Regions from separate parts of the Danio rerio genome. Here region 2 is linked to region 1. A link is a contact called in public HiCAR-type data. All regions are on one chromosome and are shown on one strand. Each heading gives the region's core, a stretch centred on a gene start, on an enhancer-like site or on the middle of the called end of the contact. The rest is flanking DNA. Distances are from core to core; before and after follow the strand shown. Region 1 overlaps LOC141375393 (a long non-coding RNA gene). Region 2 has its middle 86 kb from the start of uacab.

Region 1 (3,129 bases), core at 457-2,956:
TCAATCTGTCTGTCTATGTATATTACATAATATATAATATGCAGGCTGGCAATAAAAACTTTGAAAACATTATCTTTTTTTAATGTTTTGAAAGTAGTCTCTTTTGCTTCTCAAGGCTAAAAAGACTGTCCGTAAAATAGCAGTTTTTCTTTTTTTGTGATTCATGTTTTATGCATTATGGGACCATTATGGAACTGTAGAGATACATTTCCAAATCAAAAGTCGATGGAGCAACCACAAACAAACAGAAAACACAAAAACGGTTAATTAACAGAGTTTTTACTGTGTATATTTATGTGAAGTACAGTAAAAACAGAAATATTGTGAAATACTGTGTTGGGGAAATAAAACAAACATCAAATAATATATTATAATCTTATTTTTTGTCCAACACTGAATATTATTTAATTTTTGAAAGTTTTTTGTGTGAATGTCTTGTGGGTACTAAAATTGTAAGCTGAATTTCAACATCATTACCAACTTTAATGTCACATGATACATGAAAATGACAATTAGTCAAAACAAGAAGTCTTTTCATTTGTTGATTAGATTGAAATAATTTTTTCTACTAAATATTGATTTCTTAACTGCTCTTAAGCTAAAACAAAAACATTTTGTTGACATTCTTCAGAATTTAAATGTCTGGACAATTTTGCTTTTGAAAGTTTAATAACATTAAAAAAAATATATTATAATACTAGAATTTGTTTCATAATATTATATTTTATTCATTAACAATAAAATAACTACATTTAAAGTCAGAATTATTAGCCCCCCATTGATTTTTATTATTATTATTTGAAATATTTCACAAATGATGTTTTACAGAGCAAGGACATTTTCACAGTATGTCTGATAATGTTTTTTTTCTTTGGAGAAAGTCTTGTTTATTTTATTTTGACTAGAATAAAAGCCGTTTTTAATTTTTTAAGGTCAAAATTAATAGCCTTTTAAAGTAATATTTTGTTTTGATAGTCTACAGAACAAAGCGTTGTTATACAATAACTTGCCTAATTACCCTAACCTGCCTAGTTTACCTAATTAACCTAGTTAAGCCTTTAAATGTCACTTTAAGCTGTATAGAAGTGTCTTGAAAATATCTAGTCAAATATTATTTACAGACAGCATGGCAAAGATAAAATAAATCAGTTATTAGAAATGAGTTATTAAAAATATTATAGAAATGTGTTGAAAAAAATCTTCTCTCCATTAAACAGAAATTGGGGATAAAATAAACAGGGGCGCTAATAATTCGGGGGGCTTAAAAATTCTGACTTCAACTGTACATAAATGCAACAATTTTATGTTTAGTTGGTGACTGTTTAAAACAGGAGAACAAACATTGTCCTGTGCTGCCCCCTGCTGATACCATTTTGAATTACAAACCTCAGAAATCAGATTGGTCCTGGATCCACAAATAATTGCCCTCATTTATCAGAGGTTGCAATCAAGAATTTCCACCATTTTAATTCGGATCGGTTTGTTTCTTTTAAATGGCATCCAGCTGTGATCAGTTTCAAAGCTTTTTGTGCAAAAACAAACAAGCGTATCTCAAGCTCTCATTTCACAGTTGAAAGTGTGAGTGTGAGAAGAGCAGTTAAATCTCCTCCAACAAGGCCTTCTTAACGGGGCACTAAAGTATACTGTCAGATGTGTGTGGATGTGTGCTTTTGTCAGCCTGTGTGTTTGCCTTTCACAATTTGCTTTGACATTTGTCATCTTCTGCCAACAAAACAGAGAATGCTGAGCAAACAGCATCAGTCAGAGTGTGTGCACAGTAAACCATGTGACAAAAAAGAGAGGATGGGGGAGGAAGTGAGACACATGCAGAAAAACACACAGAGGAGAGCGCCAGATTCACACATTAATCAAAAACAAGTTGGTCTTTTAAACTATGAATGGATCTTAAAACTGGGTACTCAAAGAGTTAAGCTCTATAATTCAAAGATGTGCTGTATAAAGTCGTATAAACAGCTTACAAATTTGTAATTGTTTCTGTAAATCTATATTTTGTCATGCAAAAAAAAATTATAGCTTTTAAAATCCTTATAAATGCATTTTCAACCATCAAAAAATGTAAACAAAACTTTTTTTTTGTTTTACTTCAACTAAATGATAGAAAAAAATGGCCAGTGGCCAGTGACACCTACAGGTTTCATTGAGAAAAGCCACTGAACAAATCACTGAAAGAGTCGCTAATAGATCAAAGGTTAACTGTCAAAATAACCATCAGTTGTGCAATGTGCAACAAAAACATGTAAAATACATGTAGTGGTATAGAAGTTCTAAGCATGCATCTCGTATCTCGACTATAGACTGTATGACGTATTTGTGGGCACATCTTCTCTGGTAAACAAATCCAAATTTGCCAATGCGTCATTATGCGACACATGTACTGTACATGTAATACATGGAAGCAAATTTTACATTTCTGGGATGATTAAACCTTATAAATATATTAAATTGGCTACATAAATCATATTGCTTACAGTATTAAGTTCTAGAACTTTTTTTGTTTTACTTTAATTTAATTAAGGAAAACAAATATAGCTCGTTGGTGGCCAGTGACACCTACAGGTTCAATTAGGTAAAGCCACTGAAGGAATTATTGAATGAGTCGCTAATGAATCAAATGTTAACTGTCAAAATAACCATCAACTTTGTAGTGTAGCTGTAGAAAGGGTACTGATAAATCATATTTTAAAGTAGCATTACTTGCCTAAAAATGTAGTGCAAGGAGTAAAAGCATCTGTTGTAATTTTTACTCAAAATATGAGTATTACGTTGTTAAAAGCTGATGTGTTTACATGTAATTTGTGTGTAAACGTAACATTCTGTAGTGCATCTAGTTATTGCCCAGCAGGCACACAATGTCGTATGACTTAATATTAGGTTAGATTTAGGTTTTGATGTCAGGTGACCAAAATTAAATGTCTAGTTGGTGTCTAAGGACAACTTTATTTTGATGTCTAATGACAACATCGTTGTTAGAAAGGTTGTTAGAAAGTGACTAAAATTCAACGTAAAGCCAACATCTTAAACCAATGTCATATTGATGCCAAATACTGACATTTTGTTTGTCAGGTATGGCAATCAAAATCCAACATCTGATAGACGTCATAGTGGTAT
Region 2 (2,906 bases), core at 93-2,592, 300 kb before region 1:
GTTTGTTCAGACAATCCCAGAATTAAAAGCATTGGATTTGGTTGTAATTGCAACTCCAACACCTCGGAAAGCACTTCAAAGATTTTATTCTAATAATTCTGTATATTAGAACAAAAACTAAATCTGTGAAACAAACAAAACAAAACAAAACAAAACAAACAAACACAAAAAACAGAAAAATCCTAATTTACTCAACCTTTACAGTATTTGTTCCCTGTTTGCCATTAGTCATTGAGTTCCATTTCACAAATCACCAAGGACCATAGGTTCAGCTAAAGAAAAAAAGCTCTTTGCTAAACAAATACTGTAAGTCAGCTACATCATGAATTGTCTGAAGGTGATATTAACAGCAATTTTTTTAAAACATTTTAATAACCAACTTAAACTGCAACTAATCCTTTGTAGGCCAACCCCACTGACAGATGCTGACCAATAGTTGCAGGTACGTTTGTCAAGTTTCAGGAAATCGTTTTGTTTCTCTGTTGGCATTGGGTGGCACTTGTTTTTATTGTAGTTTGGTCAGTCTCTGCATTGGTCAGTGTTAAGTTAGCCTTTAAGCAACATATTTGGACTATGTTGTAGATTTTATGTTCCCAGGTGCACTGTAAAAAAAATCCTGGCTGCCTTACATTTTTAAGCTTAAGTAAGTCCATTGAACTTATATTATGTTAAACTGACTTAAAATAGCTGGTGTAATTTATACAATTAAGTTTAAACATGATTAACGTGGATTAATAAGTTACAATGACCTAAAAACATATGCTGTCAGGACTAATTGATCATAGAATCTTTTGCAGTGTGCATATCAGGGCTATACTATAAACCTTGTATGAATACTAAAGGAGTTTCAGTTATTGTGATGACTTTGGTATCATGTTTTTCAAACTACAACGATGAAAAGCTAATTATTTATATAAAGAAACTGCTTAGTAGTCTAGTTTCAATCCAGTAATTTGCTTAAGGGATGAAAAAAAAGTCCCTGTTCTTAGAATTAAGATCTTGAGCCTGACAATCTCCATCATGTTAAGTGGTTTTAACTGCGCAGGCCCCATTGTGCCCATTCCCCAATTCTGTCATTTGCCCTTAATTACCATGCCAGCAGAGTCCATTAAATATTCTCCAGCTAAAGCCTCATTAGCTTCTGCAGGCTAAATGGTCAAGAGATGCACGGTTTATTGGTTGTAAGCGCCGTCTTCCCTGAATCATTGCCTTGAAGTCGTAACCATGAATCAGGGCTCAGAACACTCACCCAGTTTTCATCTCTGCGTTTTATGATTGAGTGAGGCAGGAGTGTGGTGTAGTTCCACTCCCATCCTCCAGAGGGCAGGCCTACATTATGTTTTATGCACTGTAAGTCTTGGATTGAGCAGGAGTGAAACTGGTGAAAGCCAGAATCTGACTAGCTTGGCAGTATATTGCATTATTGAGCAAGTAAACATTATAGTATCACATTTCCCTCTTTGTTTTTCTAACTGTGCTTTCTGGAGTAATCCTAGTAATGATCTGCTAACAGGCTATTTATTTTTATGTGTTTATTTTTACATATTTGGATTCACCCAGGATTTTGGTGATCCCTGCCCAAAAGCACAAAACAACCTCATCCAATGACTTTTATTTAATGAATACCTCGGAAATGCTTGGAAATAAATCTTGTGTCTTGCAGATGCACAGGCTGAGCTCATGCTTCCTCTGCAGTGAATATTTGGCGCCGTATCTCTGTTTACACAGGTGAAATGGTCTATCATCAAATATTTGCGTGATTTAATGCTTGAAGTTCATTGGCCGAGGTGTTGGCAAGTGATCTACTGAATCTGCTGGTTTGTCAGAGCCACTCATTCCTGTTCTAGAAGGGCAGTAGCATGCCAGCTCCCATTATAATGCCTCTGCGAATATTTGCCCGGGCTCACCTGCTGCCACATCTGCGGAAATGATTGCAAAGGGTCTGTAAAGATGTGAGGGTGGAGGCATACAGCGTACAAAGCTTTTAGTGGGCCTTTTTTTACCTGACCAAAAGAAATAGGCTTGTAAATGCAGTGGGTTTAAATTGTTCATCAAATGACAACAACAATGCTTCAATTACCAGCATTTGAGTGCCAATCCCAAACTATTCACTTTGCCTGCAGAGGTTTTCAATCAAGCAGATTGCACTGAAACTAGAGATGCCACACGCAGAGAAGTGTGTTTGTGTACAATGGAGTAATTGAGCTGTTTCATAAGCAGTTAGATGTCAAAACATAGTATGTGTGCGTACTGTAGAAAGACATGCGATACAAGAATGCGTATGGATATAAATACTCGCCGCTTATCAGACTCGTTCTCGTTTTCATCCAAATCACATTAAAAGAACTCATCATTCCACTACACCAGTCACATCACAAGCAGTAGATAAATGCGGGCGTTTCAGATGCTGTGGAGAGACCAAACAGACTCTGCTTCTGAATTTGTGGCTTTTGATGTGCACTTTCTGTGGTTTTGGATGCGGTTCTGACAGGTATTGTCCCTGAGGCGAAGGATTACCTGAGGCTTCCTTGCATAACAGACCAAAACAAGTTATCAGAGGGCTTGTAAGCCCCTTCGTGGAGAGTGCAGCATAAATTATTCGAGCCTTGCAGATGTTCCGAGATCAAAATCTGCATGAATTTATGCCATTGGCAGCGAGTCCCACTTCTTATTAGTTTTCATGATGCATGCTGGAGCAGCCGCGATGCTGGGGCTTTTACAGGGGTCATAAATCTGGGTCTGTCATCATCTCAACCACTTTGGTAGAGATTATTTCACTCCGCTAATAAAGCAACTCCCGCTCGACATTACAAATGCCTGCAGGTTAACAACCTTGGCAGGCTTGCGATCTCGGCGCTCACTCGCACTTCAGAGGCTTTTGCGAGCTGGGAAAGAAATGGAAGCCC

Evidence for each region. HiCAR-type assays count read pairs that join an accessible place to other places.
Region 2: a HiCAR-type map of caudal fin shows a contact between it and region 1, with 14 times the contacts expected there. The contact joins two enhancer-like sites. A contact is called at or near these places in 9 of 18 Hi-C or Micro-C datasets (caudal fin, embryo, fibroblasts and 3 more) and 1 of 4 datasets of contacts at active chromatin or transcription factors (caudal fin).

The regions. Positions count from the first base shown.
Region 1 is chr7:33,538,983-33,542,111 of GRCz12tu, reverse strand. All of the region lies in intron 2 of LOC141375393 (a long non-coding RNA gene), which reads left to right. Among named protein-coding and RNA genes, the nearest start is that of paqr5b, 26 kb to the right of the region's middle. Within about 2 kb of position 1,706, at least 3 of the 62 cell types and tissues checked have an H3K27ac peak or open chromatin away from gene starts, as enhancers often do.
Region 2 is chr7:33,842,692-33,845,597 of GRCz12tu, reverse strand. No RefSeq gene overlaps it. Among named protein-coding and RNA genes, the nearest start is that of uacab, 86 kb to the left of the region's middle. Within about 2 kb of position 1,342, at least 4 of the 62 cell types and tissues checked have an H3K27ac peak or open chromatin away from gene starts, as enhancers often do.